Linked DNA regions of Sus scrofa: regions 2, 3 and 4 are each linked to region 1. Evidence: chromatin contacts called from public HiChIP or PLAC-seq data. All regions are on one chromosome and are shown on one strand. The core of a region is the stretch at or near the end of the contact, and the rest is flanking DNA. Distances in the headings are between cores, read along the strand shown. Region 1 has its middle 290 kb from the start of KLF4. Region 2 has its middle 450 kb from the start of TRNAE-UUC. Region 3 has its middle 130 kb from the start of KLF4. Region 4 has its middle 160 kb from the start of KLF4.

What was found. HiChIP or PLAC-seq counts read pairs in DNA pulled down with a chosen protein or histone mark.
Region 2: a contact with region 1 is called in an H3K27ac HiChIP or PLAC-seq map of alveolar macrophages. The contact joins two enhancer-like sites. A contact is called at or near these places in 2 of 2 datasets of contacts at active chromatin or transcription factors (alveolar macrophages and skeletal muscle).
Region 3: an H3K27ac HiChIP or PLAC-seq map of alveolar macrophages shows a contact between it and region 1. The contact joins two enhancer-like sites. A contact is called at or near these places in 4 of 47 Hi-C or Micro-C datasets (brain, heart right ventricle, omental adipose tissue and 1 more) and 2 of 2 datasets of contacts at active chromatin or transcription factors (alveolar macrophages and skeletal muscle).
Region 4: a contact with region 1 is called in an H3K27ac HiChIP or PLAC-seq map of alveolar macrophages. The contact joins two enhancer-like sites. A contact is called at or near these places in 2 of 2 datasets of contacts at active chromatin or transcription factors (alveolar macrophages and skeletal muscle).

Annotation. Positions count from the first base shown.
Region 1 is chr1:248,898,466-248,905,801 of Sscrofa11.1, forward strand. No RefSeq gene overlaps it. Among named protein-coding and RNA genes, the nearest start is that of KLF4, 290 kb to the left of the region's middle. Within about 2 kb of position 4,661, at least 2 of the 83 cell types and tissues checked have an H3K27ac peak or open chromatin away from gene starts, as enhancers often do. A contact at or near this core is called in alveolar macrophages and omental adipose tissue, where this site is marked.
Region 2 is chr1:249,085,848-249,093,183 of Sscrofa11.1, forward strand. No RefSeq gene overlaps it. Among named protein-coding and RNA genes, the nearest start is that of TRNAE-UUC, 450 kb to the right of the region's middle. Within about 2 kb of position 4,509, at least 8 of the 83 cell types and tissues checked have an H3K27ac peak or open chromatin away from gene starts, as enhancers often do. A contact at or near this core is called in alveolar macrophages, where this site is marked.
Region 3 is chr1:248,737,826-248,745,161 of Sscrofa11.1, forward strand. No RefSeq gene overlaps it. Among named protein-coding and RNA genes, the nearest start is that of KLF4, 130 kb to the left of the region's middle. Within about 2 kb of position 3,901, at least 56 of the 83 cell types and tissues checked have an H3K27ac peak or open chromatin away from gene starts, as enhancers often do. A contact at or near this core is called in alveolar macrophages and omental adipose tissue, where this site is marked.
Region 4 is chr1:248,770,366-248,777,701 of Sscrofa11.1, forward strand. No RefSeq gene overlaps it. Among named protein-coding and RNA genes, the nearest start is that of KLF4, 160 kb to the left of the region's middle. Within about 2 kb of position 3,691, at least 7 of the 83 cell types and tissues checked have an H3K27ac peak or open chromatin away from gene starts, as enhancers often do. A contact at or near this core is called in alveolar macrophages, where this site is marked.

The DNA of each region.
Region 1 (7,336 bases), core at 3,411-5,910:
CAATAAACATTTTCAGGCTTTGTTCTGTGCCAGAAGCAGCATGTGGATGGGAGATTCCAGATGAACAAGTCATGGATTTGGCCCTCAAGCTGCTTGCAAAATCCTTTTAATGGGAACATCATGAAGAAATGATGAACCTGACCCAGCCTTGGGCTTGGAGAGGAGCAGACCCTTGGAAAGGCCAAGGGCAGGCATCCAAGCTGTAGCTACCACATTCTACAGACGGGCAGGCGAAGGCCTTGCGGGAGAAACAGCCATTGCTACCTGGGACTGATCATATTTTCCAACAGTGGTGGCAACTCCCATTCCACACTCTTTTCTAGAACCTTGTCACTTTCGGATCCAAAGGTGGAGTCTCATTCTCCTCCCCTTGAATGTGGGCAGGGCTCCTTCCTTGCTCGGAAAGAGCAGAAATCTGCAGAAGTGATGCTGCATGACTTCTGAGGCCAGATCATAAAAGATCAGGGCTGAGAAGTGAGCTGGGACCTTTGAGCGTTTGAAGCTGGGACATCTGCCTCTGGAGTCCTGAGCTGATATTTAGAAACCCGAGGCTGCCATGCTGTGGGGAAGCCCAGGTCACAAGGAGAGGACACGTGCAGAGTCTCGGGCCCACAGCACCACCCCGGGTCCTTACCGACAGCCAGATGTGTGAGTAAAGACGCTTCCAGCTGATTCCAATCCCTCGCTGCTGAGTCACCTCCAGTCTTTCGGTTTTCCCAACCGAGGGTTCAGATACTGGGGGAAAGAGTCAAACCTGCTCCCTTTCCAAGTTCCCAACCCACAGAATCTGAAAGTACACAAAAACAGCTATTTTAAGCCACTAAGTGTTGGAGTAATTTGTTACAATAGTAACCAGAACACTGCACCTTCTCCTAGGACTCATTCTTTTAAGACTCTCAGCAACAGACATTTTTTTTTTTTTTTCCTCCAGAGATCTTAGAGAAAGAAAGCTGTGCATGGCACAGTTATTAAGATCTGTTTCTTACAAACTCTTCCCTTCTAGGTGCTTTGGCTGGTCTGATAATTACATCAACATAAAACAGAGTAACAGGGGAAAAATGTAACTTCACATGCATATGGGAGTCCATAAAAATATGAAACTCAAAGAAGTGACCAAGGCAGGCGGCTTTGATACCATTTAGACAAAGAAACAATACATATGTAAAGAATTGACAAGACAAAGGGGTTTGGGCTTGGGACAGGAAATGTGTGAATTAATAAGGTGGGTTTATACAGCCTTCTCTGCCCTAAATTCCCTGTCTCTGGTGATGAGGATGTGCTACCTCCTGGTACAAGGCAGGTCCCCTTCACAGGGGAGGCTTACTTCCTGCTTTCAGGAGGACAAAGGAGGAGCAGAGTGTCCTTGTCCAAGCTGGTTTTAATTTTTAATTATTATTATTATTTTTTTAGGGCTGCACTCGAGGCATATGGAAGTTCCCAGGCCAGGGGTGGAATTGGAGCTGCAGCTGCTGGCCTAGCCACAGCCACAGCAACAACGTGGGATCTGGGCCTCATCTGCAACCTACACCACAGCTCTTGGCAACACTGGATCCCTAACCCACAGAGCGAGGCCAGGGATCCAACCCACGTCCTGATGGATACTAGTCGGATTTGTTACCACTGAGCCATGATGGGAACTCCCTCAAGCTGTTTCTGAAGTGGCTGTGATTCAAAAGAACCAATATGCCAAAGTGGCCCACTTGCTGGGGGTGGGGTGACATTCCGCTCTTCCTCACACACTTGGAAACCTGAGGGAGTCATCGCCAGCACCACCAGCAAAGAGGGCAAAGGAAGGCAGTGAAGACTCCCTGACCTGCCCTTGCAGTTCTCCTGCCCAGCGGGCTGGGATCACTGTGGGTTCGTGCAGATGAAAATGCCCAGGGACCCCCAGAGCAATGTTAAATCCAGTAGGAGGGAGGGAATTCCCCTTAAAGGAAGAGGGGACCTCTTCATTTGGTTGACAAGATAGTTCCCACATTTTCTAGTCCATTTATTCATTTATGAATGGCTACTTGCCAAAAACCCTATATTTAATGTTTGTTATTTTGTTCACTCCTTACGAAGATGGTGGGAAGTGGTTTGTCAACCTCATTTTAGAGATGTAGAAATTAAGGCTCAAAGACTAACCCAAGAGCACATGTACCTATCAGTGATGAGGCTCTGACTTAAACCTATGCCTTCTGATTCCAAATTCAGGTCTCCTGTTATTGTACTCTGAAAAGAAGCCCCGTTCTGGAGCAAAAAAATAAAAACATTTTAAAAATGATGTCTGTTTGTTTGAAGGTTGCCAGACATGTGTCTGTTTGCTTGTTTTTGTCTTTTTAGGGCCGCACCCGCACATGGAAGTCCCCAGGCTAAGGGTGGAATTGGAGCTGTAGCTAGAGGCCTACACCACAGCAACGCGGGCTCCTTAAACCCACTGAGCAAGGTCAGGGATCGAACCTGCGTCCTCATGGATGCTAGTCAGATTGGTTTCTGCTGAGCCACCACAGGAACTCCAACAAGTGCTTGTTAAAGGTGTGCTATTTCTCACTTTTTCAGGCCATCCCGAAGTACTAGAATTCTGTACTTCATTTGTAAAAAGAAGTTTTCTGCTCTGAGTGGTGGCTTTGTGTGGACATGAGATGAGACGAGGGGTGACTGGAAGTATTTGCCACTCTCCATGGCTGACTTCAAGCTACCCAGTTGACCTCATGGGTCATGAGATGAGGAGTGAAATAAATGCTCCTTTTGCTCTCATGAGCCAGACTAGCCAACTCCAGCCATGGATGGAACCAGCGCAATTACAGTCTTTCTGTAACTGTTTTTCCCAAAGCAATCAAACACCCTTCTTCAAAACTATCAAATTATTGAAGACAGCAAGCAAAAACGGTGTTGCTCTTCCTGAAGTCAGCATGACAGGCCCATTTCTGAAGCCCTCTTCTATAAAGGAGGGCCTCAGCTCTAGAGAACTCCTTGTATCTTTCACCAGCTGCCCAACCCAAATGACACCAAATGCCAATGCCCCGGCCTGGTGTGACTATCCTGCTGGCCCTGGGGTCACAGTGGAGGGCCGTATGGCAGCACTGGGCAGGAGCAGGACACAGGCCCTGGAAAGGAAGCCCACAAACTTCAACCTCCCTCCCCAGGTCAGCCATGCCAGCCTGGAGCTCATGGGGTCCCTTTGGCGTCCATCCTTCTGGGACTGTGGATAAATAAAACATTGAAAGGAAGAAGCAGTGTCCAGGGCCTGTCACGACTCCCTCAAAGGGTAGGACTCTCCAGTCCTTCTCTCACTGCCTGTCTCCCCAACGCCTCCCCCTAGACGTCGGTAGCATGTCCTTCCATTCATGGGAGGGAGGATGGAGTGATGGGTGGTGGCCCCATGCGGGGGACTTGGTCTAGATGGAGCTAGAAACCTGAGGGGTGTTGATGCACAGGAGGCGGCTGACCCCAGAGAGTGGGTGAGATCCCAAGGCTGGGCGCTGGTGGGGTCTGCCCACATTCTTGGGGACCCAGCAGCCACCACAGGGCAGGTAGGGGCAGGCAGAATGGATGTGAGGTCTTTGAGCTGGCTCCTGCCCTTCTCTCTTGCCACCTCCACCCACATCCACAGACCAGCTGAACTCCTTGTAATCCCTTCAACACCCAGACTTCTCACACTTGGCAACTATTCTCTTTTAGTAACTGTACCACCCCTCACTCTGTTCCACCCAACCCCTTACTCTGTTCCATCCACGTGAGTTCTGCTGGCCATTTGAGACAACCTACGTTTTGCCTCCCAAAGAAAATTTTTCTGTCCCTGCCCTTTCCCCTCAAAACACACACGCACACACACACACACACACACACGCCCTACCCTACCCTATGCCACAGTTGGAGCTGCCATGGCCAGTTAAAGCCTTTTACCCTCTCAACCCCCATTTCCTCCTCTTTAAAATGAGCTGGTGGCAAAGTACTTGGGCTATTCTGGAGTTCTGGGGAAGTCCATGCCACGAGCCTGTACCCACACTGGTGCCAAGCAACCACACAGCCTCTTCATTCTATTCCAAGAAGAAGTGTCTCAGATCAGAACAATTTATTTGCAGGCACTTACAATGCAGACTTGCCTACAGTAGCTCCAATTCCATGCTGACATTTTCGATAGAGCCGGCTTAATGGAGAAAAATGAGTTTATTCCCTAAACAAGACAGACTATGGTAGGAGTTGGGGTGGGTGTTGAGGGAATGTCTATTTACATGTCACATTTCTCTAATTCTGAAGAATTTAAGCATCCTTTTGGCCTTGCTTTCCATCTCCTACCCATCCCATTAATAAAGATTAATGAAAGGACTAGAATCTATTGAGAAAAACAAATCAAAATGACAAATTTTCAGTCATTTCTCCTAGAAACATGGCATGCCCATTTGGGGCATCTCATAAAATTCCATCCAGTTAAAACCATGGTTATTAGGCAATTAATACTTGGTTTTGGTTCTGCTTACTCTCTGGAAATGCTGTTTTCCAAAAGCATAAATGTGACAGGAAATTTCTTCACTCCGTTTATCCCTAAGTAGTTTAAATATTATTTCATAACTGCAAATGGGCTTTTTCCTTCTTGTGCAGGCAGGCTATGGCTGGTCTTCTTATCTGGAAAGTGGGCGTGATGATCTGGTCACTTCCAGAGTGACAGAGAGGAGTAAGTTCATTGGGGGAGAACTCTCTCCAAACTCCAAAACGCAAATGCGAGGAGGGAACGTGGCCATGGCCGACCTGGACAGGCTTCCAGCTCCGGGAGGTTGTGTCCTTTGACACTTGATGGGAGAATGTGGTGACACTCAGGCGGGACTATGGGACAGATCTAGGTTCTGGCATACAGACCCCTACTGGTACACTTAAAAATCCGAAAGGGCAATGCTTACACAAGACCAAGGTTTCTCCACATTCTAGAGTTCTCCTTTCCTTTCACAATGTATTCTCACAAATGCCCCTTCACCCTCCGCTAAAGGAGTGATTGCTCTGTGAGTCCACTTTCTCAACCTCAAAATTCGAGGAATTTACAAACAGTCATCGCATGTGGCCCTGTCTCAAAGTTTCCTGGTGGACTCTCCCATCCCACGTCTATGAGCATGTCTAGAAGAACCGGTCCGTGTGGTGCACTGGACAATTCAAGATGCCACAGCAAGCATCTTTGTTCTTAACCTCAAATATAAATGTGCTCTGAGAAAAACACTCAGGGATCCCTCATATGTAAGGGATGGCTTTGTAAGGGATGTGGGACTGCGTGAGCCAAGGCAGAGGACGTTGAGTAGAAGCTTCTAGATTTATCTCTTTATTCTCAGCCTATGTGCTGGCCAACTGATCTGTCGAAGAGAAGCAAATTCTAGCACATTGACCCTTCCTCCTAGTCACACGGGGGACTGGGCTACCCTGGTCCCATCACTTCTGCTGCCAAAATGAAGTGCAGTCCTCATGTTTTTTCTCACTTGTAGTAGAAATCCAGCACCAGAGAAGGAACTCTGACCCCATAAGCCTTCTGTTTAGAAGAATATGCCCACTAGGGTACAAAGAAATGGCAGATCTCATTAATCAGAGCATCGAAGAGGCAGATGATTTTAAATATTAATCTTTGGTGTATTTCAACAAATATTTTAATCTGACTAGTATCAATAATTCACTTTAATGAGACCAATTATGGATCCAACTGCTTTCTACCAGGCATTAGGATGGGGGAATATAGAGTTTGTCAAAGCCCCAAACCACCAATAGAAAAACAAACTCCAACATGTGAGTAGTGTTTTTATAGATCATTCTGCATATAACAGCCAATTTTTTTTTTTTTTTTCCTTTTAGGGCTGCTCCCACGGCATATGGAGGTGCCCAGGCTAGGGGTTGAATCAGAGCTTCAGCTGTCAGCCTACACTACAGCCACAGCAACGCAGGATCCTAGCTGCATCTGTGACCTACACCACAGCTCATGGCAATGCCAGATCCTTAACCCACTGAGTGAGCCCAGAGATCGAACCAGCAACCTCATGGTTCCTAGTCGGATTCGTTTCCTATGTGCCACGAGGGGAACTCCTATACCTGTCATTTTTATGTTCTCTTAGTCTCCTAGTGTGGTAGGCAAGTCCGTGTTGTTATTGTTGTTTTGGCCATGCCTGTGGCATGCAGAAGTTCCCGGGTTAGGGACTGAACCCTCACCACAGCAGTAACCCAAGCCACAGCAGTGATAATACCAAGTCCTTAGCTGCCAGACCACTAGGGAACTCCAGAGTGCTCTTTTGTAGAAACCAAAGCACCAAGAGAAGACATGACTTGCTTGAGGATACACACATTGTTTACCACCCTAGTCTAAGGCTGTGCCCCTGGGTTCTCGCTTCTCAGAATTTCCCGGAGGCCATGGGTTGTGTTCCTAGGAAGCAAGGCCTAGAATCTAGACTGCTTGGGGATGACAAATGTGGAATGGAAATGAAGAAGGATAAGGTCCAAGAGATCTCAACCTGAGATGGTACGAAGAGCGCATGCTAGATGGTGGTCTGGGAGGGAATGTATGCAGCAAGCATGGTACCACAGGACATGGCTCTGGGCAAGTCCACTCTTGTCACATCAGTCAGAAGTCACCTTCTATGTGCACCCAGGCTTTGTGTCACATATGTCCTAGGTGTTCTTAGGACACCCAACATCTTCCCAGAATCCAGGAGGTTTATAAAAACTCACCCGAGATACTGGAGGATCAAAGGTTGTAGCAGTTGAGATTTCTGGTCAGGGAAGGTGGTCCTGATTGCCTGGAAGGGCCAAAGATTTGCTATAGCTTTTGTTCTGCTCTCCAGCCCTCATACTGTGGTCATAATCTGACTTTCTGGCACTTTGGAATCCATTGCCAGGAGTCACAGTAGACCAGTCAATATCCATCTTTAAGATCTCAAGAAGAGTAACACCAAAAAATCGCAAGAGAATGGTTTTATACGTAGAGCAAAAATAGAGCTAACGAACAGTCCTCCCAGTTTTCTACTGATTCTTTCATTTACATAAAAGTGAACGCCCGGGTGGACTCCTCCTGGTCCAGTGCCCTCCAGCATCCGATGCACTTACATACATGTTACTGCAGCCTGTGCCATCTTGGTGTTAGTAACTGCTATTTTCTCTATCCGAGTGAAGAGATGAGGAAGCTGAGACTCAAGAGAAGTTAGTGTTTGACCCAGTCGTGGGGGTGGTGAAGACTTTGAATCCAAAGCCTGTGCTTGTACTGTCAGACCAGTGGTTATTCCGTGTGGCTTCAAGAGGCTCCACAAATGTCGTTTTGGGGATGCTTTGATAGAGAAAGGGAAGTCCGTGAGGACCATCTCCCTAACCCTGATTCAACCATAGCATTTTT
Region 2 (7,336 bases), core at 3,259-5,758, 190 kb after region 1:
GAGAACAGCCTTTGGCAGCTGGGAGAAGTCACGAGTGGCCCCCTTCACAAATGTGTGGAGTATGCAAGTTTTCCTTGGGAATTTCTGGAAAATAATGGAGACCATGAGATCCTGATACTTTTCAAGAGACAGCTATCAATTCCGTAGGCATTCAGACTATGTCATCACACATTTCTAATGTTCCAAACAGTCCCCCAAAATATTATTTACTCAAGGAAGGGAAAAAAGAGAAAAAGAAAAAAAATGAGAACCTAATGTTGGGCTGTTAAAACTCTGGTGAAAACTGAAATGGCAGTGCCTTGAGATTTATAGACTTGGCTGCCTCTGAAGGTTAGACTCTTGCCATCAACAAAAACATCCAAGCAGGACAGGAGAAGTTTCAACAAGGCACTGTAGCTGGGATTCTGGTATCAACTGGGTGACAGAGGTAATCAGTCAAGTGATCCTTTCAGCTCCAGGAGACCAAGGATTCCATAACTAACTAGAGGATGAGCTTGGCAGAGACACTGTGGCATCTGCAGCTTTTCCCCCACAAGAATGCATTCATTGGCATTTGGTACCATCCTCATAACTCCTCCTACTAAAGAGTGACAAGGATTGAGACTGGATAAACTAAAGGTTCTAAATTCCATAACTCAGGCAGGAAAATGACTCCCTTGCTCATCAGTAGCTGGTGTTTCATCAATTGTATTGTCTACCTAGGTTTTATTACATGGAATTGATTTTTGGAGGTTTGGGACATACCACAAACAGGCTTGGTGCTTCCATATCTTCACTTACACTAAATTATGAGACTCTCTGAGCCCCCTCACCATTTGCCCCACCTAACCCTATCTGTGGGCTGCTTCATACCCCCATGCCTACCAGGGACACACATTTCATCATGATGCTGCTGGTCTGATGGGAGGCTAAATCTGAGCTCCATGGACAATGTAGGAGGGATAACAAACATAGACTAAGAAAGTGAAAAAAAAAAGGTGTTAAAAAATTGACATTAGGTCAGATGAATCCAGTCACCTCAACTTTTTTTTTTAAACCCCCTAATGTTTGAATGAGTCTTTGAAAGAATAAAGTCTATTTGGCTCTGATCTTATGAGAATTAAGCATCAAATATATGATGTTTGCATTTCAACATGAGTGCTCACTCTGGACTCTGAGCTGGGTTGTCCAGGCTCTCCTGATGAAATAGTGGCTGGAGCCCATCTCTTCTCATGGAAAGAGCTGAAAACCCAGGGAGGGGTGGGAGGTGGGGAAGAAATTGCTCCTTACTGTGGGGGAAAATAACAACAGCAATAGCATTAGGGGATCCGGGATTATCAAGGCCAACGAAAGGAGAACTATTGATGGGAGCTACCAAATGGCACAGAAGAGAACAAGCAAATAGCATCATGAAGAATGCATGACTGTAAACTCTTGTAATGTTTCACAGATCAGAGTGGTAATGAGGGGAGAGAGGGCAGGTCTGTGCCCTTGCCCTTCCCTGTAGACAACACAGCCTGGGAAAGAGAGGGTTACACTGTTGTGCAGAGGGCTTGCTTACTCTCCCTCTCCATTCACCCGCAATCCCACTGGGATATTCTAATCTCCTTGGAACACGCTGCATTCTCTGTACTTTTAGCACAGCTCACGTTTCAGATGGCAGGCTACAGAGCAATCTGATTGTTTTATAGGCGCGGCCAAGAGAGGAGCTCCGATTCCTTTCTCTTGGCCAGGTGCCCTCCTAGAGGGAGAAGACCTGTGGTGTATAGAGACCAGCCAAGTGCTTAAAGATTTCAGAAACTTCAAAGGCAGGGGAGGAGCCAGAAACAATAAAAAGGAAAATGATAAACATTCAGCTTAAAGACGGCTGAGTTAAAATCCCTGAGAAATTACTCTGAGCAGAGTAAGGGGCCAATTCTCAGAGGCCCGTGGCAACATTCCATGGTGTTACACAACCTTCCAAGAAGCAATTATTAGCTTTGTTTTAGTTATGATTAGCACAGTTAATAACTCGTAGAGGCAGAAAGACAATGAAAGTGGGGAAGATGAGCCCACGGGAAGGGGTTTCTGCTCCATTCCAATACTCTCCAATAAGGGGGGGGGGTGCACATTCCACCTTTCAGGGGGCCTATGACACCTCCACTCACTTTGAAACTTCAATTTTGGAGCTACTGTATAAAAAGAAACAGGATTTTCTCAAAAGGCAAAGGGTATTGCTGTGGAATAGCTAAAGAAGATCTGTATTATTAAAGGACTCATCACTTCCTATGGCTGAAGCTACACTATGGGACCTGACATCTTTTTTTTTTTTTTTTTTGTCTTTTTGCCTTTTTGAGGGCTGCTCCCGCAGCATATGGAGTTTTCCAGGCTAGGGGTCGAATCAGAGCTATAGCCGCTGGCCTATGCCAGAGCCACAGCAACACGGGGATCCGAGCCGCGTCTGTGACCTACACCACAGCTCATGGCAACACCGGATCCTTAACCCACTGAGCAAGGCCAGGGATCGAACCCGAAGCCTCATGGTTCCTAGTCGGATGCGTTAACTACTGCGCTACGACGGGAACTCCGAGACCTGACATCCTTATGGTCATGTCTACCCAAAGGCCAGGGGACACAGTCGTCAGCTGAAATGTTAGGTCCAAAATATTGGAAGAGCTCAGCTTGACAGTTCTGGGGGGATTTAAAAAGCTCAAGGAGAAAGAAAAAAAAAAGTAGGTAGATTTAATTCAATTCAACAACTGTATGTGAGCATTTACTATGTGTCTGACATTTTTCTAGGGACATGGGATATACCAGTGAACAGGGAAAAAAGTCTTCGCTCATGGAGCTTACGTGCTGGAGGAGGAGACAGATAGTCAATAAACGTCACATCACCAAACAGTATGTTCCAAGTTGGTAACTGCTGTGGAAGCGAAAAAACATTGAGCGTGGGAAGGGCGTGGGGGATGTTGGGAAATAGGCTGCAGAATTAAACAGGTGGTCAAGTTCAGTGTCATTAAGAGGAGGCGCTCAAAAGCAAAGACATGAGGAAGGCAATGAAGTTAGCCTAGAGGTTCTGCAGGAGAAGGATTCCAGAGAGATAGAGGAGTTCCCTGAAAGAGGCAAGCCAGGAGTGTGCCAGACAGCAAGGAAGTCAGCGAGGCTATAGCGAAGTGAGTAATGTGGGGAAAGCCTGAGACTCAGAGACAAGGGATAAGGGGAGGTCCTGTAAGGTCTTTGAGGCCACTGTGAAATTGCTGTCAGGATACAATACTACGAAGTCTGAATGCCTAGGGAACTTGCATAGCTCAGATAGGGAAAAAATAGGGAGAAATAACAAAATCACAGTCCCTGCCTTCAAGAAGCTCACTGTGTGGTGGGAAAAGTACGTAAGTGTACATATAAGAATAATACACGTAATAAGTAGATAATGCAGTAGACAAAGACTGTGATGTCAGGGGGGAAAGGAAAATCTATGAGCCTATTTGGAGGAATCACAGAAGACTCCTTAGAGGAAAAGCATCCTACCCGAGCCAATGGGTTCAAGACAAGGATAAGATCGATGTACATTTTACATTACAGATGTGCTTGAGGACACTGGGGCTCCTAGGAGGTAGGTGGCTTGCTCCAATCACCCAGCACTCAGCCTCTAGTCCAGGCTACTTCCTACTTCAGAGCAGTCACCTCGCCCACATGCAGACGCAGTGGGAGTTCTGTTTGAAGTGACTCTTCCCTTCTAGGCCAGGGAATAAAGAGCTGTTGCTGAGCCTACCCTCCCTGCTTCTGACATTACTAGCTGCACGCAGTGGGAGCATCTCTCAATAGATACGCCCCCTTCAATAAAATCTAGACTGTGGACATTGTACAGATGACCCTGTGCAAATGAATTTCCCATGCTGGTAAATCCTAGAGCAGAACAAGGAAGATCTAAAATCAAACAAAAAAATATGTGAGTAATCTAATAAAGGATTCACTGGAAATTTAAGGTCTTCCAGGTCAGTAAACCAGAACATTGAAGTGTATTCTTAGTCGAGCAGAAAGTTTGCAAAAGTTGGTATTAGGCAGACCTGGGTTCATATCCAGGTTCAATCATTTGTTAGCTATGTGACCATGGGCCTGTTTTGCTTCTCTGTTACATGAGATCATAATATTTGCCTTTCCTATCACCTCCCAGCTCTCTTCTGAGGAGCATGGCTATGAAAGCATGCGGTAAACTGTAAAGTGCTGTACCCATGTTGCATGTCTCCATTCTAGAGGGGACATTTAAAAAAAACCAAAACTTGATTGGCTCATTTGATCAACATGACAAGTTTTTGCAATCTTTTTGAGTCCACAGCCTCTTTGTATGAGAAACTTAAAATCTCACAGAACTTCTTGCTAAAGCCTTCATGTTACAATTGATCAAAAAAGGACCCATTTACAACTGCATGGCAAAGTAGAGGCGAATCTGGGCTCGGATCCCCTGACTCATCTTTCAGGTCTCTTTCAAATAGACTACACAATGTGACTGATAGATCATGTGAGTGAAGGTTCTTCCTGCTCTGGCTGAGTCAGAGAGACAGGAAGTATTATTTCCTCCTGGGGCTCTTTCACTGGTAGCACCTTGCATTTCCTTCCACACCAAGTACTTGCCCTGCTTTTAAAAGCATTTCTTTTTTTTCATAAAACACAATTTATCAAGCACCTATTGGGTACTAGACTGACATAAGAGCTTTCATGAAAACTGCTCTCTTTAATTCTCTCAGTAACCCAGTGAGTTGTTAGTACTACCATTTTGCAGATGAGAAAACTAAGGCTCTGGGAGCTGGAGTGTCTCTCCCAAGATCATATGTTGGAGGCAGCAAAGGTGAGTCGGAACCCACCTCTGAAGGCACCATGCCTCACTGTCTTCCCACTTTACCTACACTGTATATGCCACTTTCCCTTTTAGCCTCTGGCAGAAGCTGGAAGTCTGGATAAGAAAAAATCTAATTAAAGAAAGCAATTGAAAAAAAAATAGACTTGAGGAGTAGAATTAACATCACAAATTAGATGTTGGGGATGACCTGATTTTTTCTTACAAATTATAAAAAATAGAGCTAACGATATTCTCCACATACACAGTCACTTTCATCTAATGCAGTTTCACAAGTACGATGCAGATGAATCATAGGTAGGATTTACGAGTGAGTCTAATATGTAGCAATGTGGGAGGGCCTATTAGAGATAGTGTCTATGTCATAACAGAGGCACTGAAATCAGAACTGCTTAAATCAGAGAACAGTTGGCAGATGTGAAGGAATTTTTTTTTTTTTTTTACTATTGTAAATATATCCAAGTATAAAGAAAAGAGTGAAAATCACCCAAGCTCAGCTATCTAGAAGCAATCACTCCTGATATTGTAGTACAGTTTTTCCTTTTTTGTCCTCAAACTTCGCTTTTTGAAAATATTAGGCAAAATTAGGCTGTACGTAAATGTATATATTTTGCTTTTGCACTTGGTGGTATTAGTATTATTTACTACGATATAAAACACACTTCAAAAATAATATTTAGTGGATAAATCATATTCCATTACTGGAATGAAAGAAAAACATATCAAAGAAATACCCTGGAGGGGTGAAAAATGAGGACAAAAACCAAATGTGGAAAAAGAAAAGGTGATATGGGTTCCAGGTTTTTGAAGCAAAAGATAAGGTCTTTGTGAGAGAAGATGGAATGAACTCTCTCATTTCAGGATCTCCGGCCTCCCCAGTTCTAGTTAACATTCTTGTGGTAACGGTTTGGTTGACTCAAACTGGCTGGGTGCCACAGTCTAGGGGTTGGTTAACTTTTTCTGTAAAGAGCCAGATAGTGAATAGCTTAGGTTTTGAGAGTTGTATGCTCTCTGTTGCAATCACTCGACTCTGCCATTGTAGCAAGAAAACAGCAATATATGATATATACACAAATGAGCCTGGCTGTATTCCCATAAAATATTATTTACAAAAATAGGCAATGGGTGGGATTTGGTCCTCGCAAGGGGATTTTTTTTTTAATTAGTCTTAGTCTGGGCTGGGCTCTGTGTAGACCTGTATAGATACAGAGCAGGATAAAACTTTGTCTTTACCATCAAGGAATGGGGAAAGATAAGAAAAAGGATTATTGCAATGCAGCATATCAAGAGCAATAAACAAGAGAGCAAAGAGAAAGAAGCCAAGTGGTCTCCTCTGAGCAATGAGGAAGGCTTCACAAATGGAAGGATGTCTAGGCTGGGTTTTGCAGAGTGGGAATTCATGTACATATGTCCATTCTGTTGGTTGCTTGTTGGATTTCTTCTCCAAAAGGTTTGGGTGTGTCTCCATGGAAGACATCCTGGGCCGGGCCCAGGCCAGTAAAATTTCCCAGGAAGCTGGTGTGCACTTTCCAGAAGAAACTTCAGTAAACTATTGCCCTGGCTTATTTTTCACCCTTACCTGATCAACCTATGAAAACAGCTGGTACTTCTTTGAAATCCTTCTGTGTTGTATTTATTTGGTGTGTAGACATGTTATACAAAGTACTAAAGATTAAATCACAGGGAATTGTTTCAAGATACAAATTCCACCCCCAGCTATGGGGTAACCGTGGTCTTCATTCCATCCCACAATGAGCGCCCACTACATGAAAAAGGAGGTTTCCCTCGGCTCCTGCCCAAGATAAGTATCAGCCCTCAGTTTCCAGCACCACCTACACCAGCAGCTATAGGACAATTGTCAAAGAGACAAAGGTCCTGGGATGTTTGGCTGCATGAGAGCCAGGGGAATGAGGAAGTGGAAGAAAAGGGTAGTTGTACTGGGGTGAGGGTGGCAGGAGGAGGGGACAGGTGGTGTTTAACTGTTCCTTTGTGCAGGAATCCAGCTGAGGTGAGTGCTAATGATTCTATTTCTAGTCTTGTTAAGAGTAGCTATGCTCTCCAGAGATTCTTGAAACAACAGTGCTCTCTAAATACCCAGTGTTTTTCCTACACTTGCACATTAATCCCTCCACCTCTGCCTAAACCAGTTGCTAAGAAAAGCTTACAACAATCCCAACAGACTTCGGTGAGAACAGTGAAGAGGGAAAGAGACGAAGCTGGTGTGTCAAGAGTTCTAGAAATCTTTCTACTTAGGGGTCCAGAAGGTTTTTTTTTTTTTTAATTTACATCTAATTAAAATGTGATTAGAATATGAAAAGAAATTTAATGTTCAAGTCTTCTACTTTGAAAATCATGAACAGGGAACACAATTTTTTAAAAGTCCATAGTAAATACCTAATGAGAAGTTAAGAGAAAGATGTTGAGAGGCAGAGAAGGAGATGATGACATGGGAATGAGAGGAAGAAAAGCAGGGAATGGAGTTCATAATTTAAAAAAAGCTGTATTTTCCATAGATGGTGAGAG
Region 3 (7,336 bases), core at 2,651-5,150, 160 kb before region 1:
AGAGGTAAAGGCAAAATCTTTGCTGGTGTCACTGGAAATGGCCAGCGCGCTACAGATTTTGTTCTGCATTTCTCTGCTAAAGAATCACCACGTGCCTCAGACTGTATCAGACACCATGACCAACTGAGAACCAAAAGACGTGAGAGGCCAACTGGGAGATATGAAGACAGGATAAATATGAAGCAGCGGCTGGTGGGGGATGGGCGGAAAGAAGACACTGCCATTTACTGAGCATGTATTTTGTACCATGCACTGTTGAGGGTCCTGGGCCTAAATTAATCCTTATGACAACCGATGAGTAAATACTATCCCTGTTTAACAAGCGAGCCAACTGAGTCTTAGAGAGGTTAAGGTATTTGCTTGGTAACTACAAGAGCAGAGAGTCAAACCCAGGTTTTCCTGATTTTCCAGCCAAGCCCTGCTTTTTGAAAATAATTCTGTGGCCAGAACTATAATATGACTAGTCTAAGGTAGTTTCCAGTGAATAAGAAAGCAAGAATCTGATACTGACGTGAGTAGTGAGAAAATCCAATGTTAGATAGGATATTTCGGTTAGCATTTGTCTAAGAAAGCTTTGGAAAGCAAGTTGTACGTTTGGCTTCAAAGGAGTGGTCCTTTCATTCTGGGAACTTCGGCCCTTTTATTTTCTGAGGCTATGGACTAAATAATATATTCCTGGTACAATGTTGAGAGAAGATTCTCAAGACAAAAGAAAAAGGGTGAATAATATCATCTGTCATGGCAGAAAAACTGAAACCCAAGTTTTGTAATCCTTTCGGAACAGCTCTGAGCTTTTATAATTTGCTAGAATCACAGAAAGACTTATGTAGCCCAAGTGGGAAAAAATGTCCTGATTGCTAAGACTATAAAGAGATTTTTCAATTACCTCTTAGTTTTGTTTTTCTTTTTTAAATAAAAAAAAAAAAACCTTTTTTGAGTCCCCAATCACTTCCACAGTTTCCTTAAATGGGATTAGACATGAGTTTCAAGTTTTCAAAGTTCAATTGGTTTGGAGTTTCCTGTGTCCTAAAAATGTCTTCAATTAAAAGCAAGAAAAAAATGTATTTTTTTTTCACCCTCATCAAACTAAAAAATGGCTGAAGGGATTTTATTCAAACTTTCCCCCAAAATTCACCTTTTGCCAAGACCCAGCATGGAAAATTTCAGCCCAAAAGGATCACTCTTTGGCAAGTTACCCGAGCTAATGAAAACAGAGGGGCATAAAGGGAGTCTGTGTGTAGCTCCAACTATAGTGGTCACTGGAGCCCACATTGTATGAGAAGAAGGGCCTCATTCAATAACCCCCCTTTAAAGTCTTTCTTATCATCAATATGGATGAAACTGGGATTTGCAGTGGTCACCAAACAAAAAGCACTGACTTTATGAATACAATCTGGGCAGTGACATTATTTCAAGTGGCTTTGCTCAATTGTGATAGTTTGGAATAAACTTGTTATACAGAGAAAGGTAAGAATTGCTCCAAGGAGTATAGGTGCATTCATTCATTCATTCATTCACTCGTTTATTTCACAAGCATTGACTGAGTGTCTGCCATGTGTGTGGCGTGTTACTAGATGTTGGGAATACGATAGTGGGGAGATGGAAGGGTTCCTGCCCTCATGGATTACTGGGGGGGAGGAGAAGGAAACAGATTCAATTGCAAATTGTGACAAATTCAGTGGTGCAACGGAAAAGGGTGATGAGAGAGAAAATTAGGAGTTACGGTGTTGGCTGTACTTTTAAGAGGCTGGTGGAGGTCTTGTACCTATTCCTTCACCATTTAGCAAACATTCAGGGAGTGGCCATCAGGCCCTGGACTCGTACTTGGGATTACAGAGCTGAATCAGACCTTGATGCTGCCCTCAAGATGCTCCCTGACCAGTGGGAGAGCAGGCCGGTGAGCAAGGTGTGACAGGTGCTTTAATGCCGTCATCTATGGGGTCTCCCTGGGGGGTTGGAGAGGGGAACTGAACAGCTGGGCTGGCAGTGGCCAAAGAAATCTTCTGTCAGAAGGGGCAATTGAATAGGCATTTGTGAGAGTCAGGGTTAGAAAAACAGAGAAGAGGAGGCTGCCTTCTTGGAACCCCTGGTCCCACCTTGCTTCCTGACTCATCTGTCTGAGGGCCTGGAGCCTGTGATGCTGGACCATCAGTCCAGGAGCAAGTGTGGAAACTGAGTCAGAGGGGATGCTTAGTAAATGGTAGGTCCCTTTCCCTGACGTCTCATGGGCACCTCTTTGGATTTACCCTAGTGGTTAAGGGCTTGGCTTCTGGAGTCAGACTCCCTGGGTTCGAATTTCAGCTCTAGCACTTTCTAACTGTGTTACTTTGGGTAAATTCTTTCTGTGCTATAATGTCCCTATATGCCAGGTAGGGATAATAATGATGCTTACCTCCTAGAGTTACCTGAGGGTTAAATGGGATCATGCTTCTGCAGTCATCAAAGACAAACACGTATAACCCAATCTGTCTCTGAGAGCTGTCCCTCACATTCCCATAACCTCTTCATGTGGTCCAACTATTACGGGTTGAATGCTTTAAATATCAGGCATTGTTTTAGGGATTCAGCCCTGGAGTCTCGATCCTCATGTGTGAGAAAATTACTGATTTTTCCCTAAATGAAACATCTTTGCCTTTTCCACCCAGATAATAGCTTTGCGTTATCTCTGCAATGCCAAAACAATTAAGGGTGTCATTTCATCTTTCATCAGCACGTTGGGCTCAGGTGAAAAACTCTGCCAGAAATCTTGAAATATCTTGCTCCTTTAGACATCAGAAGGCTGGGAGATTTCCCATTATTAATTGAAATCAAAACTTCTCTGTGGCCCAGAGCAAGGGCAGAACTGTTATTTCACAGATCAGCAGGAAAGCTCACCACCACTGTTTTGCTTGGTATTCATTTTATTTAGGGGGTAGGAGGCACAGAAGAAAGGTGGTTTCCAGAATGATACATCCATGCTGCTGTGTGAATGCAGTCAAGGGAGGCGACTAAGGCTCAGGGAAGCAATGCCCATGCGTGCACTGGGCAACCATTCCATGTCTCCCGAGCCTCAGTTTCCTTTCATGTAAAATAGGGGTCATGGAACCTCCCTGGTGAGGTTTAAATGAATGCACGCAAGAGGAAACAGTGGGATGGCAGACAGGGTCATGTACTGTTCACCGTGTCTGTGCTGCTGAGACAGGGACGTGGGCTCATCGAGGGGGGCACTTCCTCCTTTTCTATTTTGCTGGTCCCTGGACAGGTCAGAGGTGAGGGCAGTGGTGAGGAGTTCTGAGGAAATCTGTAGCGTGGCTGGATAGCATGCTTCTAGGAAGTCTGTATTCGCCTCTGAAATTGCTGGACATTGCAAGGATTTGTCCCATTTTGGAGTGTAGGAGGCTGATTCTTGTTTGTTCCCAGGCCTGCTTTGCAGGATGCAGTTCCAGCATTTCAAGGGGCTGGAGAGGGGGGATTTGACGAGAAAGAGTGGGTACCATGGTGTGTAGGACAGGCAGGCTTTTTTAGCGGCAGCTTGTGTGTGCCCTCGGGCTCCCCGCCACCCTCCTTCTGCCACAGCATCCTTCCTTCCCGTCTCCAGGGAGGCAGGACCCAGAACCCATGCCCAGCCCAGCGCGCTCGAGCCAGGCTGCTCTTGCCGGCTTCTCCGGGGCTCCGCGAGGCTCGGCTGGCCTGGGTGGTGGGCCCGGGTCCCCAGGTCGCCGGCGCTGGCCCTCGCGACGCTCCGGTGCGCGCAGGAGCGCGCGGGCCTCCCCGCAGGCCCCGCGCCCAGCCGGCCTCGGGAACTGACCAGGCCGCGTGTGAGCGCCGGGATTCCTGCTCAGGCCTTAAATATGCCGGTTATTTTTATCTCCCTACGTCAGGCGGCGAAGACCATCCCACCAGTGGCCGCGGCGGCTGCTACACAATGTTTCCCTTTAGTCGGGAGGGGAAATGGAGGGAGGCCAGACTTCCTGATCACATGGTGCTGAAGTCAATGAAAAAAAATTAAGGGGGACCCCTCCCTTTTTCTGCAGTGCCCGATCCAGGTTCCCCCCTCCCGCTCCCCCCCACCCAGCCCCCTTGGGCTCCCCGCGTCGGAAAGCGGCAAAGGCTCCAGGCGTAGGGCCAGCGAGGCAGGAGAGAGAGCAAACATAAACACGAGATTGTTGCAGTAATTGGTGCTCTGAAAACACTGAGGAAATGAGAGGCTTGTACGAAACATCAGCCGACAAGAAACGGGGTGATGTCAGACAGCCTTCCAGGATTAGAAACCCTTAAAAGCTCCGAGCCCGCGGCCGCGGAGGAAAGTGTTCCGCTCTCCCGGGTAGGGAGCCGGGATCCCGCGATTCTGCGCTCGCCATCGCCTCTGCCTCGCTTTTCCCCTTTCCTTTTTCTTTTCCTTTTCCTTTTCTTTCTGTCCTTTCTTCTTTTTTTCTTTCTTCGATCTCTTTCTCTTTTATTTCTTTTTCCTTTTCACAAAGAAGGAAAAGGAGCGACCGTATCAAGTATTTTACATTTCTAAGGCACTGGTACTTTTAGATCTTTCCTTGACTTTGAAATACCAAACCGGACTCAACACCCACATCAATCCCAAGGCAGCAAATGACACTTCCAGCATCCCTTGTTGGAGTTTGCTCTTTCTTCCTCCCAGTCCCCTTCCTGATTCCGCTTTTCAGGTTAGAACTGCACCGTTGCAGTAATGTCCACGCATGTGGAGGGGCTGAAATAAACAGGAAGCATTTACCAAGGACAAGCTTGCCAAGAAAAGGGGATTCAATCTTTGCCAAAATCTGGCATTTTCAAAGAAGATAAGACTTCCTCATAACATGTCACCCAGCCTCCAGGGCTGCGGCCTCATTTTCTTTTCCTGGTTTGAGACAATTAGGAAAACTAAAAGCACACAGAGAGTACACACACACACACACACACACACACACACACACACTCATTCCTCACTCCCCTTCCCCACAACTCACGCATAGCTAACACCAGCCAGCAGGGCCTTGTCCTAGTCCACCTGGAACCTGCCTGTGTCTTTAAGTTTGAGGCCAGGTCTCATCTGTTCAGTGACACAAAAGGTGCCGCCTATCCAGGCTTTCTCTCCTGGTGTTTGCCAGGATTAATGAGGCAATGTTTGGAAAGGGCTTGAGCCCCTCCAACCAAAGGCACCCACGGACACCTTTTCAAAGAATGATTTATGTCCAACTTTACCCAAATAGGAACCAAAAGAGGATTTTCTGTTTTTTCATCTTTAGAACAGATGAATTCAGCACCTGGATCCTTGCATTTCTGAAGCTTTAGACTCTGCCTTATTAATTGCTCTGTCACCTCTCCTGGGAGGGCAGGCTTTTTCCATCTCTTTCTAAGACCCAGTAAAAGGTCACATCAAGGTCGAGCCTGTATGCCCTCGGAGGAATTGGACAGGTTCCAAAGACTTGGGTTCCCCTCACAGCTGCTCATGTGAGAACAATGTCCCTCAACCCGAACCCATTCCCCACATACTCATAAATCTTGGGGTGATTTAGCCCCCTCCCCCCCCCCAAAGCTTGACACTCCTGAGCTGCTGTAATTTAAGCCAAGTGTACTTTTCCATCTGATCCAATATACCTGTGGTTATACCACCCACCAAGAGGTAGTTTTAAGATCTCATGGGGACATTTTGCATCTTTGATGTTCCCCTCATGCTCTGCAAGGCCCAACGGGAAGCCTCCTCATCCTGTCTCCTTCTGATGCCCCTGCCCTCGATAATGGTGTCTCCTCTCCCTCAGTTTTTCACCCTGGGAGCTTGGGGTCTTTCTTGTTTATTCTTGCTCTCTCCCTACACCTCTCAAGGTCAACAGATCCTTCTGTTTAGCCCCAGAAAAATCTCAGGCTCTCTGTTACTCCTCCCCATCTCCTGGCATCAAAAGCTTTTAAGGCAGACCACCTTTTTCTGGGTGGGATGAGGAGTCTTCCGGTCGGAGTTAAAAATCCCAGATTTGCTACGTAGTAGCTTCACGGCCTTAGGTAAATTACTTCTAGGAGTGCCAGTTTCCTGTTCCATAAAGTGGGGCTAATGACAGACCCACCTCATAAGCTCGTCTTGAGGATTAAATCAGATAAGTAGGGAAAGGACTCACTCTAGTTCCTGCCACCAAGTAGGGGCTCTATGAACAGGGGCCACCAAGTAGGTGTTCTGTGAACAGGGGCCATTAATTATTATGTTTGGTACCAGTACTTCTCACACCCCATCACCTGGAGGGTTTGATAAAACATAAGTTCCTGGGCACCATTGCTACAACTTCTCATTCAGTAAGTGCAGCGTGGGTCCTGGGGATCTGTATTTCTTACACTTAAAAAAAAATTAAATTAATGACTCTTTTTCTTCCAGCTTTGTTGCCGTAATGGACCTGCAGCGCCATATAAGTTTAGGGTCCACAGCACGATGACTTGAAGGATCTGCATTTCTCACCACGTCCTGGTGATGCTGATGCTGCAGGTTGCAGGCAGCACTGTGGACAAGTCCGATCTGCTGGGTCTCTGATTCCATCTGTCCACACTCGCAGGCAAGGCTCACGTGATCCCTTCTGCTCCTGGCCCAACTCACCTCCCTTGCTCGCTTTTCCAAACTTCTCCCCATCCACTCAGTTGATACTCCAGAGCCCTCCAGGCCCCCACACTGTGAGAGCTGCCTCTCTGCTGGGAGTGTCCTTTCACCCCAGGGCTGTGTAAGTTCCTCCCACCTCAAAGCTCAGGGTCAAGTCTTCCTCTTCTCTGAAGCTTTTTCTGCTTTTCCTCCCAGAGCCAGCCACCTCCTTTCTGTATGCACTGCCCTTCATTCAGATTCCATTGTGTCTTCACCAAACCCCAAGCCATGATCTATGGACACGCCTGTCTCCCCCACTGGGCTATGGGCTCCTCCAGGCAGGGTCAGGCCTTGTTTGTCTCTGTGACCCAATTGTATGCACAGCCCCCGACTCAGGAATGGGTTCAGTAACTGTTTATTGAGTGAATAAGAGAATGAATGAACCAGCAGCCACCGTCTTGGGCAATCAGCCTATCTGGTAGGATTTTGGGGTGCTCTGGGGCCTCGGACACAACCCCCCACTCCCCAGTCTGCCAGGCTTCATCTCTGCCCTGAGTTAAGGAGAAAATGCAGTTATTCCTATAACCTTAAGCCCCCTTCCCCTTTGTATCATTGAATCATCCTAACATTCTTCCTGCTTATGAGCTGGTGATTGGGAGCTGGAGAGAGGAAGTGACTAGCAGAGGTCTTGGAGCCCAGAGATGGAGAGCTAGGCTCAGGTCAGCTTAGGCACAAAGATCCCCACAAATTCCATGCAACACACATGTGTGTGCATACACACAGAGATCTAAT
Region 4 (7,336 bases), core at 2,441-4,940, 130 kb before region 1:
CCAGCACAGGATCTGTCTGTCCTGTGAGAGATGAGACATGAAAGTCCAATATGATAAGCCAGAGTGGAAATCCATAAAGTCAACTTAAAGAGTCTCCTAGACCAGCGGGACTTGTCAGTGACAGGATTGAGGTAACTATGTATTAGAAGATGGAGTGGGACATTCTTTTTAAAACACTTTTTATTAAAATATAGTTGATTTACAACGTTGTGCCCGTTTCAGCTGCACAGCAACGTGACTCGGTCGTACATATATGGAGTGGAACATTCTGAAGGTGGTTTCCCCAGCCATGCTTAGGAGGATTAAGGAAGTCACAGCAGTGCCTGGGCCGAGCCCATCCTGGCACCATACAAGCCAGAGCCTTGGCCAACAGACCTTGAGAATTACAATGCCACGGACACAGCCATTCCCACTGAGTCCATCTGCCAAGGACAAAAGGATGTTTGATGAGGAGGGCTTGAGTTTCTGGTGTACACGATGAACAGCTGCCTATCTCCCCTTATAAGTGAATGCAGTGGCACGCTGGTTGACACATCCCTCTTGGTGTTTGGTTGATATAAATTTTTCATGAGACACTCTTCTTTCTGTCCTAATCCAATCAGGTTTCTGAGATGGAAGAGCATAGACCAAATCTTGACGTAGGCAGATTTCACAAAAATAATAAAATAAATGTAGGCGTTCCCGTCGTGGTGCAGAGGAAATGAATCCGACTAGGAACCATGAGGTTGTGGGTTCGATCCCTGGCCTCACTCAGTGGGTTAAGGATCCGGCGTTGCCATGAGCTGTGGTGTAGATCGCAGACACGGCTCGGATCTGGCGTTGCTGTGGCTCTGGCCTAGGCCGGCAGCAACATCTCCGATGAGACCCTCGCCTGGGAACCTCCATATGCTGTGGGTGCAGCCCTAAAAGGACAAAAGACAAAAAATAAAAATAAAAAAAGTAAAAAAAAATAAATGTAGCACTTGTGACTTGTTGGGGACAGCCATTTGGACTTATTCAACCATGCTGCTGCGACGCCATGCACTTTGGCCTCTGTCTCCCCTTGGTTTCGGCAGATGTCACTGTCTCTAGTCCTGGCTGCTGCTTCCCCTGAAAGCTCTGGACAGTTTTGAAGTTTAGAAAGAAATCTCTGGTCTAACCTTTAAAATCTGCCTGCCTGTTGCTCCGAGTCTCTGCTCCTGCTCTTCACTCAGCCGGCTCCTCTATCCGTGGGGACAGCCTTGGAGATTTTTCTTTGGGCTTTTTAGGGCCACACACACAGCATAAGGAAGTTCCCAGGCTAGGGGTCGAATCCCAGCTGCAGCTGCCACCTACACTACAGCCACAGCAACATGGGATCCGAGCTGCTTCTGTGATCTATACCATAGCTCGCCGCAATGCTGGATCCTTAATCCACTGAGTGAGGCGGAGGCCAGGGATGGAACCTGCATCCTCATGGATACGGTCAGGTTCTTCACCTGCTGAGCCACAGCAGGAACTCCAGCCTTGGAGATTTTTTTGTGACAACCCTCATCCTTCCCAGGCCGTTTTCTTCTCCAGACCAAGTGACTTTCCTTCTTTTCTCACATGATGTCCAGAACCTCCATGGGCTCCGTTATCGATTCTGCTTTTCTGTTAGGTCGGAGCATTTCAATAGAGTTATCTAAGGGCAGAAGAGAGTAGACAGGGGTCCTGCAAGGGGCCTGGGTCCACGGCTCGGAGGTGCTGGACACAGGCAAGGTGTTTCATAGATGATTTACGTTTTACCTTAGTGATGATGAGGCTGGTTTGCCTTCCATTCCACATTTAATCTAAGGCTGTGTAACATAAATACAGCAGTCCTTTGCATTCTCCTGTTTTCTTCTGCCACGTGGCTGTAGGGATGGTCAGGCCCCAATGGAGAAGCTCTCACGAGGTCCGTGGGTCCTTGTCTGTAGGTCTTGAGACTCTCAGTGTGGTTTATAAGTGGTCAAGAAGGCCGTTCACATAGAGCTGTTGTCGAAGGGCGGGGGCTGGGGTGGGGGGAATGTGTGGTGAGGGACTGGGGGCGGGGCTGGAAATAGTGTATGGAATTCAGGTGGTGTCTGTCAACCCTGTGGTCCTAGCAACCCTACCTAAGGGACCGATGGGATGGGGGTGGTGTTCCAGCGCACAGACCTGTGGAAGAGCCGTCACTATAGCTGTTAAAAGTCATGGTCAAATAGCCGTGTGCATGTGGGGAACACCGAGGCATATCATTTGGAAGGCTGGGAAGAATGGGGAGGGTCTCTACAGACTGGCTTAGAAGGCGGTCCAAGGTATACTTTAAAGTGAAAACCGAAATCAGGCTAAGAACGTTCTGTAGAGTGCAATTCCATTTTTTGGTGTAAAGAAAATTATATATGTTGTCAAGTCCTAGAGAAACACCTGGAAGAAGGTGTGCACTTAACTCTTAAAAGCGCCAACCTTGCAGGGCGGAGAGAGGGTGGGAGGTTGGTTTTTAAAAAATGTCATGGACTATATATTTTCCACTTTCTTTCATTCTAGATATTTTCTGTAGATCTCTTTTTCTTTTTCTTTATGTGTTTATATATATATAGTCTTTTTAGGGCCGTACCTGTGGCATTTGGAGGTTCCCAGGATAGGGGTCGAATCGGAGCTGTAGCAGCCCACCTACACCACAGCCACAGCAACATGGGGTCCGAGCCACGTCTGTGACCTACACCACAGCTCGCAGCAACACCAGACCCTTAACCCACTGAGCGAGGCCGAGGATGGAACGTGTGTCCTCATAGATACTTGTCAGATTAACGAATCCACTGAGCCACGACAGGAATGCCAATGTTTCTATATTGTTTAAATTAAGGTGTATTGCTCTTGTAAATAAAACCAAGGCTTTCTAAAAAGGAATCCTAGGAGTTCCCTGGTGGCCTAGCTGTTAAGAATTTGGCAGTTGTCACCGCTGTGGCAAGGGTTCAAACCCTGGCTGGGGAATTTGCTCATGCCATAGGCATGGTCAAGAAAATAAGTAATAAAAATTTTTTTTAAATAAAAAGGAACCATACATAGTATGCACCTCTTTCTTTTTTTCTCTTAATAATAGGTTTCAACAGTATAAAACTAATACATCATCGTATAAATTTAAAAAGCATAAAAAGTTATACAATGAATAGTAGGTCTGCTCACCACCCCACTCCCCAGAATTTCTGTGCAGATCCAACCATGTATATGACAAAATGTCTTTTTAAAACCACTCATGTACAAATGTGAGCCCACAGTGTTCTGCACTCTGTTTTCTTTAACTTCCTAATATATCATGTGGCGTTTTTTCCTATAATGACATATGCAGATTATCATACGGTGGTTCCATGATTTACTTACCAGACATTTAGGTTATTTTTTCCTATTACAAACAGTGCTGTAAATGATGTATGTGGTACATACATATAACAGGATGGTAAAATGAGGCTCTTTTAGTCTCCGTGTCTGACTGAGGCTCCAAATCCCTAGAAACAACACAGTCAGTCCTAAATGTCTCCCAGCTCCCCAGTCCTAAATGAGGTGCTAGCCCACCTAGGCAGGCCCTGCTGAGACTGCGCAGCCAGACCTGCCAGCATGGACCATCCCCTGACTCCAGCCTTCAGGAAGTGGCAGAGATGACAGGGAGAGGCTGGGAAGGGTTTGGAGGGTGTTGTCAGGGTGTGTCCTGTCCCTCCCCACCCTCATCTCCGGTGAAAGTGAAACTTGGACTAAGTCGAGTGAGAAAGGCTTGGAGGGGACTCTGGAAGAACGTGCATTGGTCTCTGGGACCTGAGTTCACAAGCATAAAACCCAGGAGGCTGGGCTGGGTAGGGCTTAGGGCTTAACCCTTCAGCCAGCAAAGGCTAGAAGCACCTATATAATGCGCATTTAAAAAAAGGACCAGAGGGAGTTCCTGTCGAGGCTCAGTGGTAAGGAATCTGACTAGGATCCATGAGCACACGGGTTCTATCCGTGGCTTTGCTCAGTGGGTTAAGGATCCGGCATTGCTGTGAGCTGTGGTGTAGGTCGCAGATGTGGCTTGGATCCTGTGTTGCTGTGGCTGTGGCATAGGCCGGCAGCTGCAGCTCTAATTCCACTCATAGCCTGGAAACGTCCATACGCTGTGGGTGTGACCTTCAAAAGGCAGTCGATCAATCAATCAATCAACAGATTTAAAAAGTAACAGAAGGAGAGACTCAGAGACTGGAGCCACTTGAAAGACTTTTCCCAGCAGGCTTTCAGAAAGAACTGAAGAACTGTTGGATGCCCAGGACCTAAGGCAGAAATTAAAGGTAGCACAAAGGAGGAAGCCTAATTAGCTTCTTTCAAGGCAAGTTTTCAAGGGTGGGATTTCTGGGAGACCTGCACCAGCCACCCAGCCCAGAGGGCAGCAGTACCAGGCAAGTGAAAGCCCATCCCTTCCTCTGTTCCCTCATCTAGTCCATCCTGAGGAGGTAGTGAGGTGAGGAGGAGGGAGTGATGTGGAAGAGAATAGACAGCCCTGCTTCTCTCCCCCACAACTGGCATCCACGCTTGAAGCAGAGCAGCTGAGGAAGGGTCGGAGATGATGATGAAGTTGGGATGAAATTTATTCAGAGTTTTGGTAAATACACTGAAGTGTGCTTTGAAATTGCAGAGACATTCTGTGAATTAGAGGACCAGGTAAATGAGTTCGAAGGGTGAGAAAAAAACACTTGCATTCTATCTGCCCCTCACTCGGTCCAGCTCATTTGATACCTTCTGTGAACGTGTGTGATTTTATATATAGCATAAATTTCTATAAGTGGAATTTCTGTGCAAATAGTATGCTTTTAGTTTTGATAGATGTAGTCAAATCGTCCTCCAAATAATTTATTCCCATATACATTTTCCCGGGGATGAACGTTAAAGTGGCGTTTTCCTGACACAACTTTTCTGTAAGTTTCAAACATTCTAGTCTTTGCTACTCTACTAGGTCAAAGAAAAATTATATTTCATATATAGAGATATTTTCATTATGAGAGAAATTAAGATAATTGTATCTCTTTTTCTGTGAACACCATTGCAAACGTCTCTTTCTATCCATTTTCCCCCATTGAATTGTCTTTTTCTTATTAATTTGTCAGAACTCTTTACATATTAAGGCATTAACCCCTGGCCTATCATGTATGTTACAGATATTCGTCCACATGTGTTATTTACCTTTTGTTGTAGGTTACTGTGCACTAATGAACTTTCAAGTGTGTGGATGCTATTGTATAAAATGAGTATAAATTTACCCTAGAGTGCTCCTAAATAAATAGATTTTTTTGCTTTAATATTTTCTCCATAAATAGATGCTACAAAATAAAACCACAGCTGGAAAGGGATGGACCTTGAGGTCAAGAGTTTGGGACCTACTATTATAGGCTCTACTGGTTCTCCCTAACTTGTGCCATCCAGAGCTGAGCCCAGTCTTCCTGGGTTCAAGTTCAGTGTGTATGTTTCTTGTGAATCATTAATCATTTCTAATTCCTTATGAAACACAAGCAACAGCATTTCAAGGTGGGGCTAACAAAAAGGAAGTGGAATGTCTCTCTTCCTCTCTCCCTTTCTCCCTTCTCCCTTTGCACACTTCCCTTCCTCCTTTGCTTTTCTCTCTTCTCTGGCCTCCTAAAGGGGAGACAGAAAGCAGGGAGAACCAGTGGGAAGGGAAGGTAACCAAGAGGGAAGGCTGTTGAGATTAAGCCTTCCAGGCCCTTCACCTCTAGCCCCACCTTTCCTCCTCTCTGTCCCCCACACCCCACCTCTCCATCCCCCCAGTCCACTGGCTCTGCTCTGCTGGGGCAGCCCTCTGGCCTTGCCACCATCTGACTTCTCTTCAAAAGCTTGCTTCCCCTTCCCCTCCTGGTGCACTTGTACTTTTCAAATGTCACTTCCTCTAGGAACTTTTCCTGGCCCCGCCTGAGTTAGCCTTCCCTCTCCTCTTTCTTACAGCCTTTATGGATATTATTCCACAGGGCTCTGGTCTCTCTCACCAGCCCGGGAGGCCCTTGAAAGTAGGAACTTTGCTGCTTACCTGGTGGGACTGACCCATTTCTTGGGACATCATAGTGGCTTAGTCAGTGTTTCTTGAACAAAACTTTGTTTAAAGGGGCAAGTGAAAAGGAATTCCCGTCATGGCACAGTGGTTAATGAATCCAACTAGGAACCACGAGGTTGTGGGTTTGATCCCTGGCCTTGTTCAGTGGGTTAAGGATCTGGCGTTGCCATGAGTTGTGTAGGTTGCAGACATGGCTTGGATCTGGTGTTACTCTGGCTGTGGTGTAGGCCAGCAGCTGAGCTCCAATTTGACTCCTAGCCTGGGAACCTCCATATGCCTTGGATGAGGCCTAAACACACACACACACACACACACACACACACACACACAAAGAAAGGAAAAGAAAAGTCTGCTTAGGACAGTGGTCTTCAAACTTTGGCCAATGTCAGAATCACCTGGGGAACTCTGGTAAAATACCAAGTCTTAGGCCTGATCCTGCTTCAAGGAGCCTGGGCCTCTGCATTTTTATGTCACCCTCCAGGTGATTCTGCTACACAGTTGAGAACCCCTGGCTTAGAGGAAGTGGACTAAGGCCCCCTCTATGACACTAATAGCATTTTTCCTGCACTGGCAACAGCTATGAGGCCCAGCTCTTCAAATACTGTTATCTGTTTGTGGATGTGGGCTCTTTTTAGAAAATAATAATTCAATGAATTTTATTATATTTATAGTATATTATAAAATAGTCATCACAACCTTTTTTTTTTTTTTTTTTTTTTTTTTTTGCTTCTTAGGGCCTCATCTGAAGCATACGGAGGTTCCTAGGCTAGGGGTCAAATTAGAGCTACGGCTGCCAGCCTATGCCACAGTCATAGCAGCACAGAATCTGAGCCATGTCTGCGACCTACACCACAGCTCATGGCAACACCAGATCCTTAACCCACTGAGTGAGGCCAGGGATCAAACCCACGATCTCATGGTTCCTAGTCAGATGTGTTTCTGATGCACCACAAAGGGGACTCCACAACCTTACTTTAGAGCATTTCCACCCCAAATGGTTGTGGGCTCTTGCTCTTTCTTCTCCTCCCTGCCCTACCAGGTTTCAGCAGCATTTAGTTTGCATATAAATTATTCATTATCCACAATAGCATTTATTTGGTGCTCGCTCCATAGGCGTGGAATGAATATACATACAAACAAATAAGGCAGTTTAATCAGGAAGCCTTATGAGTCTCTGCCTGGAGCAGTAGGTTAGGTATTAAGGGAAATAGAAGCCATGGTCCTGTGCTTGGGTGTTTGCTGTCCGGGTGAATACATGGAGAGGGTGATCTGGGAGTCAGGTGTCACAGTCCTGCT